Linked DNA regions of Mus musculus: region 1 is linked to region 2. Evidence: chromatin contacts called from public HiChIP or PLAC-seq data. All regions are on one chromosome and are shown on one strand. Each heading gives the region's core, a stretch centred on a gene start, on an enhancer-like site or on the middle of the called end of the contact. The rest is flanking DNA. Distances are from core to core; before and after follow the strand shown.

Region 1 (4,141 bases), core at 781-3,280, 480 kb before region 2:
ATGAGCCTTGCGTGGCTGAGAGCCTAGCATGGTGTCCTGTGGGCATTTAGGGGGCGGGCAGAATGCCGATGGGAGTTGACAGTGACTCATTCAAGTGGCCGTGTCACTTGTAAACATCCAGGGAGTGTGCAGATGCTGGGAAGCAAGCTAGCACAGTGTGGATGAGTGAAGTTCTGGCTGCCAACCCCCCTAAAAGCAAGCTCAAGCATGCCACCGGCAGTTTCTAAAGTAGCGTTTAGACCTGCTGGCCAACTTCAAAGGGAAGGCACCCTGATCAAAAGGCTGTATTCATGAGCATGTGCAGCTGGACTCCCTGTGCTCTGGCATTGATTAGCCATGAGTTAAGCCCTCTGTACCTCAGCTTGCTCACATATGAAATGGGACTGATAGTCCTAGCCCCCCACCCCCCCCCAACCCCCGCCTCACAGGTGTGGCTAGACACAAAGTCCTTAGAGTATAGTGCCTGGTGCAGGTCCAGGGTAGAGTCACATGTTACTGAGTTTGAAATGCAGCATCAGGACATCATTGAGCCAACTTGTGTACACACATCTAGACAAGCAAGACATCGAGAAACTATGCTTTCCAAATGGTCTTCTTGTTCTGGCGTAGCAAGTCGGTAGGGACACCTGGGAGCAGAGTTGGATTGCCTTTGCCCTCTCTCTCTCTCTATCCCTGCAGGCCACCAGTAGTGTGTGTATTGTCACACTGGGAGGCTATGCTAGAAGATCCTGGGGTTTTCACCATGCCAGGTCACAAAGAGCCCTGATTTACAGCCCTGTAACAACACTACTTTTAAAGAAGTCTCTCACCTTGCCTTAAAGCCTTGAAGTGGCCACCAACTCTACCTCCCTGTGAATGGGGCTGCTCTCAGGTCTCCATTTTCAGAACAGAGAGGTATCGTCCATATGAAAGATCATGTTCCGCAAGTAGCTCCACCCCCTACCCCCAATCAGCTTCCCCAGAGTATCCAAGAGCCACCAGCCCTGGGAGGCCCACTGTTCATTCTGACACTGAGCAACAAAATAACATTCCTTGACTAGCTCAAACCACCTGGAACCTCGACATTGTGGGTGGGTCCAGTTTCAAGGCAGAAAGGGGTCCCGATTGTCTTGCCGCTGAGATACAATGTAGCTCTGTCTGGTCTTCCATCCAGGCCATTGGGGGCTCCTCCAAATCTTACAGCACCTCATCTGAGTAGTTTTCCAGTTTGGGAAATAGGGGTTCAGAGAGTACAGGCTGGCCTTGAACTCCCCAAGGATGACTCTCTACTTCTGATCCTCTTGTCTCTATCTCCCAAGTGCTAGGATTACCACCCTCAGCTTCCAGTTTCCATTGCCTTCCACAAATCAGATCCTTAAACAGCTTCGATCGCCTTGTACACATTTTTCAAGACCATAGCTGCAAACTGGGGCATGCTTGATTGGAGAGCAATAACCATCATCGATTTTCCACCTCCGTAGCCCTTAATCACTTTAAATTTCATTTCCAGGTCAATTACTCCATGTGACCTCTTGCTGGTAACATTAGCAGCAGATTTTTATATTTAGGGTCCACGATGAACAGAGCATGAGGTTAAATCAAGCACCAGAGAACGATGCTATCAACACACACTGTAAACCTAAACACAGGATCAAAGGATTCAATGGCGAGTCACACATCGTGTTTACAGTAAGTCCCCCCCCCCCACTAAGATAAATTGTGCTGGTCAGTTTTAACTATCTGCTTGAACCTAGGATCACCTGGGAAGAGAGTCTTAATGGGGAATTATCTAGACCAGCTTGGCCTGTGGCTATGTCTGTGGGGGATGCGTTTTTGATTATTAACAGAGGTGGGAAGGTCTACCCTGAACACAGGTGGGACCATTTCATAGGCTTAGCCCTGAACTGATCAGTGGGGGAAAGAGCGATCTGAGCACAAGAAAGCAGGTAGCGCGTGCAGATGAGATTCAGTCTGTCTTCGACTGTGGCTTTGATGTGGCTAGCTGTGTGAGTTCCTGTCGTGACTTCTCCGAAATGATGGACATCATCATCAAGTGTTGCGCATGTATACAGCTTTTACGGTGTCGGTGTGCATTTACATAACTGCCACATTGGTGGTTTAGTTCACATAAGCACGGTCACAGATTCGCATGACTTATTGTACTGCGATATAAATGTCGTGAAGCTCCAAGGGTTTCCCAGTTTCAATATAGCCTTAGAGGTCCACCGCTCTTCATTGGTTGATACAATGCTGAGTTTGATGACATCTGTGCCCTTTCTTACTATTACTGCTATGTTTGGGTTGTATCGATGTTTTACCCCAGGGAATGTACAACTGCTGAGTTATATTCTTTGCACATCCTGAGGTTACCAGCACATGTCTAGGGGGTGACAGAAAGAAGAACCATCCTGAGTTTCACAAGAACATGACTAATTTTCTAACAGCATATCACACTTTCCCTACACCTCGATTATAAGATACGGATACCTTGTTCCCCCTCAAAGTGTTACCTGATTTCTCTGTCATCTATTTTCAAAAGTCGCGTACTCTGTGCAAGAATGAATTTGGGTCTTGTTTTGGAAGTGTTGGCTGTCAGAATCTTGAAAAAACAAAGTGCATCTTTGGTTGGCCAAAGGCACTTCTACTTGGTGACATAAACCTGACTAAAAAGATCCCTTAATGAGAGTATTATGTATGTTCACATATTTACTGTCTAATATGAAAAAAAAATAAAAGAGCAAATAACATGCCAGGAACTTTTACACAGAGCAACTAAACTCCATATATATATATATATATATATATATATATATATATATATATATATATATATATGTAGTGTTTCCAGGTATAAGCCAAAATGTAATCATTATTATTTTTTTTTGCAGTACAGTAATTGCTTTCTTGAAATTTTTAATCCCAAGGTAGCAATGATAGCCAGTTCACCCTGTCCCCTCATGCACACGTGCTCACATGTGCTCAAACCCACGAGCGGCTTCTTGGCTAAACTGACTGGTGCTTGATGAAATGGGTGCGTTCGGTTTTAGCGATGAATGGTGGCATTTTGGAAAGGAAGGAGGCGGGGGACCTGCTCCACAGATGTAAAAGAACCATCCCACTTCCATGGGCAAGGAAAAGCAATGAGATATTAAGAAGTTACAAAGAAGTTCATCTTGTTATATATTGTTAAACTCCCACTATGACCTCTGGAGTTGTCTGCTAGGAAATGAGTGAGTGAGAATTGGGTGAGGCGGGACATGGGGTGGATATGGCAGAGTTAACGGGGGGCGGGGAGGGGAGGGGGGCTCTCATTAGAGAACAGGCTTCTAGGAAATAACAACAAAAGTGTCAAAATAAAATATACTAAGAGAAAAAAAAAAGCCTATCATATCGAAGCTGGACAAGTCAAGCCAACAGAAAAATAAAAGAACCCCAGAGACATGCTTGTTCATACATTCAGGAGTCTCATAAAAACACTAAACCAAAAGCTATAATGTATAACCAGAGGGCCTGGTAGAGACCTCTGTAGGCCCTGTGATTGCTGCTTCAGTGTTTGTGAGTTCATAGGGAGTTGGCTCATTTGTTTTAGAGAACTTTGTTCTCCTGGTGTCTTCCATTCCCTCTGGGCACATAGACACTGCAGCTGTCTTCAGACACACCAGAAGAAGGCATCAGATCCCATTACAGATGGTTGTGAGCCACCATGTGGTTGCTGGGAATTGAACTCAGGACATCTGGAAGAGCAGTCAGTGCTCTTAACCACTGAACCATCTCTCCAGCCCAGCTCTTACATTTCTTTCTGCCTCCTCTTCAGCAAGATTACCTGAGCTCTGAGGAGAGGGGTTTGATGGAGACATTTTGTTTAAAGCTGAGTTTCAATCTCTCTCTCTCTCTCTCCCTCCCTCCCTTCTTTACCACTCTCCTCCTGCCCCATTTGCATCCCTGTCCCTCCTTTTGTCTGAGATGTGACAGTTTTACTCTGACACATGCCACTATCACAGTGTGTCGCCACTGGGCAGTGTACTACACTGTACACTACAGTGTACTACTACTGGCTGTGGGTCTCTATTTGTTTTCATCTACTGTAGGAAAAAGTCTCTCTGATGATGGCTGAGCAAGGCACTGACCTATGAGTATAGCAGAATGTCGTTAGGAGTCATTT
Region 2 (4,035 bases), core at 226-2,725:
CCCACCATCTTTTTGCTGTACCCAGTGATGTTTTTTTTGTTTTGTTTTGTTTTGTTTTGTTTTTCTTGGTGGATTCTGCCTCCACCCATCCCTATTACAGCCCTAGAGTTGCACACATACTCGACTGGTTTTCTTTTTTAAAGATTTACTTGTTTATACAGATGATTTTCATGTGTGCCTGTATGATAGAAGAGGGCATCAGATCCCATTACGGACGGTTGTGAGCCACCATATGGTTGCAGGAAATTGAACTCAGGACCTCTGGAAGAGTAACCAGTGCTCTTAACTGCTGAGCCATCCCTCCAGCCTCCTGTGCCTGGGTTTTTCATGGGTTTTAAACTCAGGTCCTCCTGCTTGTGTAGTAAGCTCTCTTAGCCACTGAGCCATCTCCTTGACAGCAACCTTTTAACAGGAACCGATGTTTTTAAAACTCTTGTACCAGGGCCAACTGCGATGTCTCTGTGGGTAAAGATAGCTACTGAGATAGATGACCTGAGTTCAATTCCAGAACCCACATGGTCGAAAGAGAGAACCGACTACCACAGGTTGTCACAGGGCTTTTACACACACGTTTTGCCATGTGTGCATGTGCACACATAAGCATACACACAGAGAGAATAAATAAATATAAATGTAGTCGTTTTTAAATTTTATGCTAGTGGGGATAGCAGGAGGGTCAGCAGTGTTTCTCCTTTGATACCCTGTCATTTGATTTCCTGTTCAGATAGATACTATATATCTATAGACTATCATTTACTTACTGTTTGTCTCCTGTAATGCTGGAAATAGAAGCCAGGGCTTTGTATATGCTCCCCAAGCACTGCATTGCCAGATATCCCTGATGCTCTGATCAGAGACATAGATATAATCATGGCCCGTGGAATCTACCCCAATCTAGCCTGCTGAATTTATTCTTCTCTTAACGACAAGATTAAGAGAGGCTTGTTTTCCCACAAGATACAGTTGGTACAGAATCGGGGTTGTTTTGTAATCTTGACATCACATAGTAATTGCTGTATTTATTAAGACTCCAGACACTTACTAGATACCAGTAATACACGCAGCTCCTGGAGAGAACCTCACCCTTCCCTCGGCAGGCTCAGAATCTTAACTCTGATGCTTGCCTCTTCCTCTCCCACCCAAGTCCAAAATTTCTCTCAGTGGCTATAATTGAATGTTGCTTGCTTAGGGAAGCTTCTGGCTTGCTTCTTAGCCATGTTACAAGCTCATGTGATAAGGACGAAAGGAAAGGGACGCGAGGTGGCTGGATGCTGGGGGGTTTCCTTGGGGAGTGGTCCCAGGGATGACTTCAGAAACGGAATGATGCTACCCAGAATGTTGCTTTTCCTTTATTTTTCTCTGCCCCTCCCCATGTACACTGGAGATTGATTCCAGGGCCTTATACATGATAGGTGAATGCTCTACCACTGGCTGCCTCTAGACAGATAGACAAACACAGGAAGCACCAGCCCGTCTTTGCTTTAATTTTTGAGGCAGTGTCTAAGTACTCAAACTGGTCTTGAACTCACCCTATATGCCAGGTGGAGCTTCAACTAGCAGTCCTCTGATCTCGGCCCAATTGCTTGGGACCACAGGTCTACTCCTTCCAGGCTGACTGAGAATCTTTTCTCTCTGTAGAGGAAGCCCATCTTTGTATCTTCAGCATCCCAGGCAGAGTAAGAGAGGCTAAAGATAGACTACAGGAGGGGGGAGGTGACAACCTTTTGACCTTTCAAACAACCACATTTCAGATCAGCTTGTTCCTGTGTGCCTGCAAGAGGGGAAGATGGAGAAGGAGGGAGTGTGAACTCTAATTACAAACCTCATGCTTCTTTCAGCTATACTATTTTCAATCCTATATAATTTGTACAGCTGAAGTGTGGTAAGTGCTCCCTTGGCCATGTAAAAACAAGGAGCCCCCCCCCAACCCATTCAATGCTGGGGAAAGATTGACTGTGATTTAAACAAGAGGAATCTTCAAGAGGGGTCTGCAAGCAATTCAGGCACCACTTAGCTTTTCCAGGTCGGGTCTGGGAAGAGTCTGGGTTTCCTGCAGCCCTTTCACCATTTATGATCCCTTTATCCTCTCTCAAAGAAACTTTGACATAGTGGCTCAAAAAAGATAGCCTGGGCTTCTTGTGGTACTCGGGGATCATCAGCCCAAAGTCCCATCCCCAAGGTGGTGGAACAGCCTGGGCAGCATGTCTGCATGCTATCCAAAGAACGAGCCATTTATCGAGTAGCTGTTATGGGGTGCCAAGTGAGTTTTATATATTTGGATTCTCAATGGACTATGAAGAAATCATGACAAACTTTCCCCACCTCCATTTGCAGCAGATGTGTTGGCTGGAACAGAAGTGACATGCTTACTGGGAAACATATTGAGAGGGCACCTGTCTCTCTGAGTTATAGACCCCTATCCTCTGTGCTAGGGAACTTTCTCCATCCGAGGTAGAACAGTAGATGCCAAGGAAGTAGGGGGTCATTGTTACAGGATAATAAAACTGTTCCTAAGGTTCCAGTACAACCTGTTGTCTCCGTGTTGGGACCAGCTTTTGCCTACTTGATCCCAAACATATGGAAAAGGGAGAAGGAAACCAATTGAGTCATAAGGTATAGTCTACATCCAAAACTGGGTGCTCTGTGGCAGACAGTTCTGAAGGAAAAAATTGGTTGACTGATAAGCTTCTTTCCTTCCTTCCTTCCTTCCTTCCTTCCTTCCTTCCTTCCTTCCTTCCTTCCTTCTTCTTTCCTTCCTTCTTCTTTCCTTCCTTCCTTCCTTCCTTCCTTCCTTCCTTCCTTCCTTCTTCTTTCCTTCCTTCCTTCCTTCCTTCCTTCCTTTCTTCCTTCCTTCCTTCCTTCCTTCTTTCCTCTGTCCCTCCCTTCCTTCCTTTTCTTTCTCTTTCTAAAACAGGATCTGACCCTATAGCCCAGGCTGGCTTGGCACCTCCTATTTCACCCAAGTTGTCTCTGAACTCACAGCCATCCTTCTGCCTCAGCTCCCAAGTGTTAGAATGACAGGTGTGAGTGGCCACGTCCAGTCTCTTTTCTCATTTACTCCCTGTGTTTCCACATTACATAACTGTCACAGTAATCACCAACAGGTTACAAACTTCATCTCTTGCCTTGCCTCATGGCTTGCAAATATTTTTAGTATCAGCTCCTCTTAGAAGCACAATCTTCCATGTCACTTCAACATAACAAAATTGATAAAAGAGAATTGTGTTCGCATAATGTATGCCAGCCATCAACGAATAATGCTGACTTATTTGTTTAGGTGAGAGAACAATGAAGGCTTGTGATGAGCCAGAGAAATTTGAAATCAGTTTTATGGATGGCATCTGTAGTCCTTTCAAACTGTGGGTCTCAATTTCTTTCCTTTTGCTGTTATTTTAATGTTGCAAATTTTTGAGAGAAAAAAAATCATACTTTACTGAAATGGGGAATTGCAACTAATAACAAGGGATTTTGATTTACTAAACTAGTGGCATTGTCACCTTAAGAATTTTCCCTCTGCTTACGTATTATGCGTCTTTTACTTTTTCCTGGGTGATGGCAGTACATCCACCCAGGGCCTCCCAGGACTTGGGAGGCAGAGGCAAGAACAACTCTGTGAGTTTGAGGCCAACCTTGTCTACAAACTAAGTTCCATGACAACCAGGGATACACATAGGAACCCTGCCTTGACCCTGCCCCCCTCCCCCAAAAAAAGAATTTTGACTTTTTAATTAATACAACTGTACAGTTTAGGGAACACTTCATAGCTTCCTGTAGCCTAAGTCTTCTAAGAGGTAGAAAATGTTTGGTTATAACATCAATGAGCCCCCCATGAATGTCCTAAGGAAACTTGTGGGTTTTAAGTTTCTGCACTTGCTTTCCTGAGCCCAGTGATGGTAATTCTAACCTTGATTCTCTCACTGATACTTGGCTTCCATTAGCAGGGTACCTTTGGCAGTCCAACACCAATGGTTCAGTCCAGTCATACCACTGTATGTCACACTGAGTTATTTTTATACATGAAAATCTACTGATGAC

Evidence for each region. HiChIP or PLAC-seq counts read pairs in DNA pulled down with a chosen protein or histone mark.
Region 1: an H3K4me3 HiChIP or PLAC-seq map of embryonic basal ganglia shows a contact between it and region 2, with 5 times the contacts expected there. The contact joins two enhancer-like sites. A contact is called at or near these places in 2 of 15 datasets of contacts at CTCF or cohesin (CD8 T cells and pro-B cells), 30 of 484 Hi-C or Micro-C datasets (CD4 T cells, CD8 T cells, DN3 thymocytes and 22 more), 5 of 115 datasets of contacts at active chromatin or transcription factors (CD8 T cells, bone marrow-derived dendritic cells, embryonic basal ganglia and 2 more) and 1 of 9 other capture datasets (embryonic stem cells).

The regions. Positions count from the first base shown.
Region 1 is chr13:46,157,445-46,161,585 of GRCm38.p6, reverse strand. No RefSeq gene overlaps it. Among named protein-coding and RNA genes, the nearest start is that of Gm45949, 98 kb to the right of the region's middle. Within about 2 kb of position 2,030, at least 8 of the 459 cell types and tissues checked have an H3K27ac peak or open chromatin away from gene starts, as enhancers often do.
Region 2 is chr13:45,674,086-45,678,120 of GRCm38.p6, reverse strand. All of the region lies in intron 6 of Atxn1 (ataxin 1), which reads left to right. Among named protein-coding and RNA genes, the nearest start is that of Gm34582, 150 kb to the right of the region's middle. Within about 2 kb of position 1,475, at least 6 of the 459 cell types and tissues checked have an H3K27ac peak or open chromatin away from gene starts, as enhancers often do.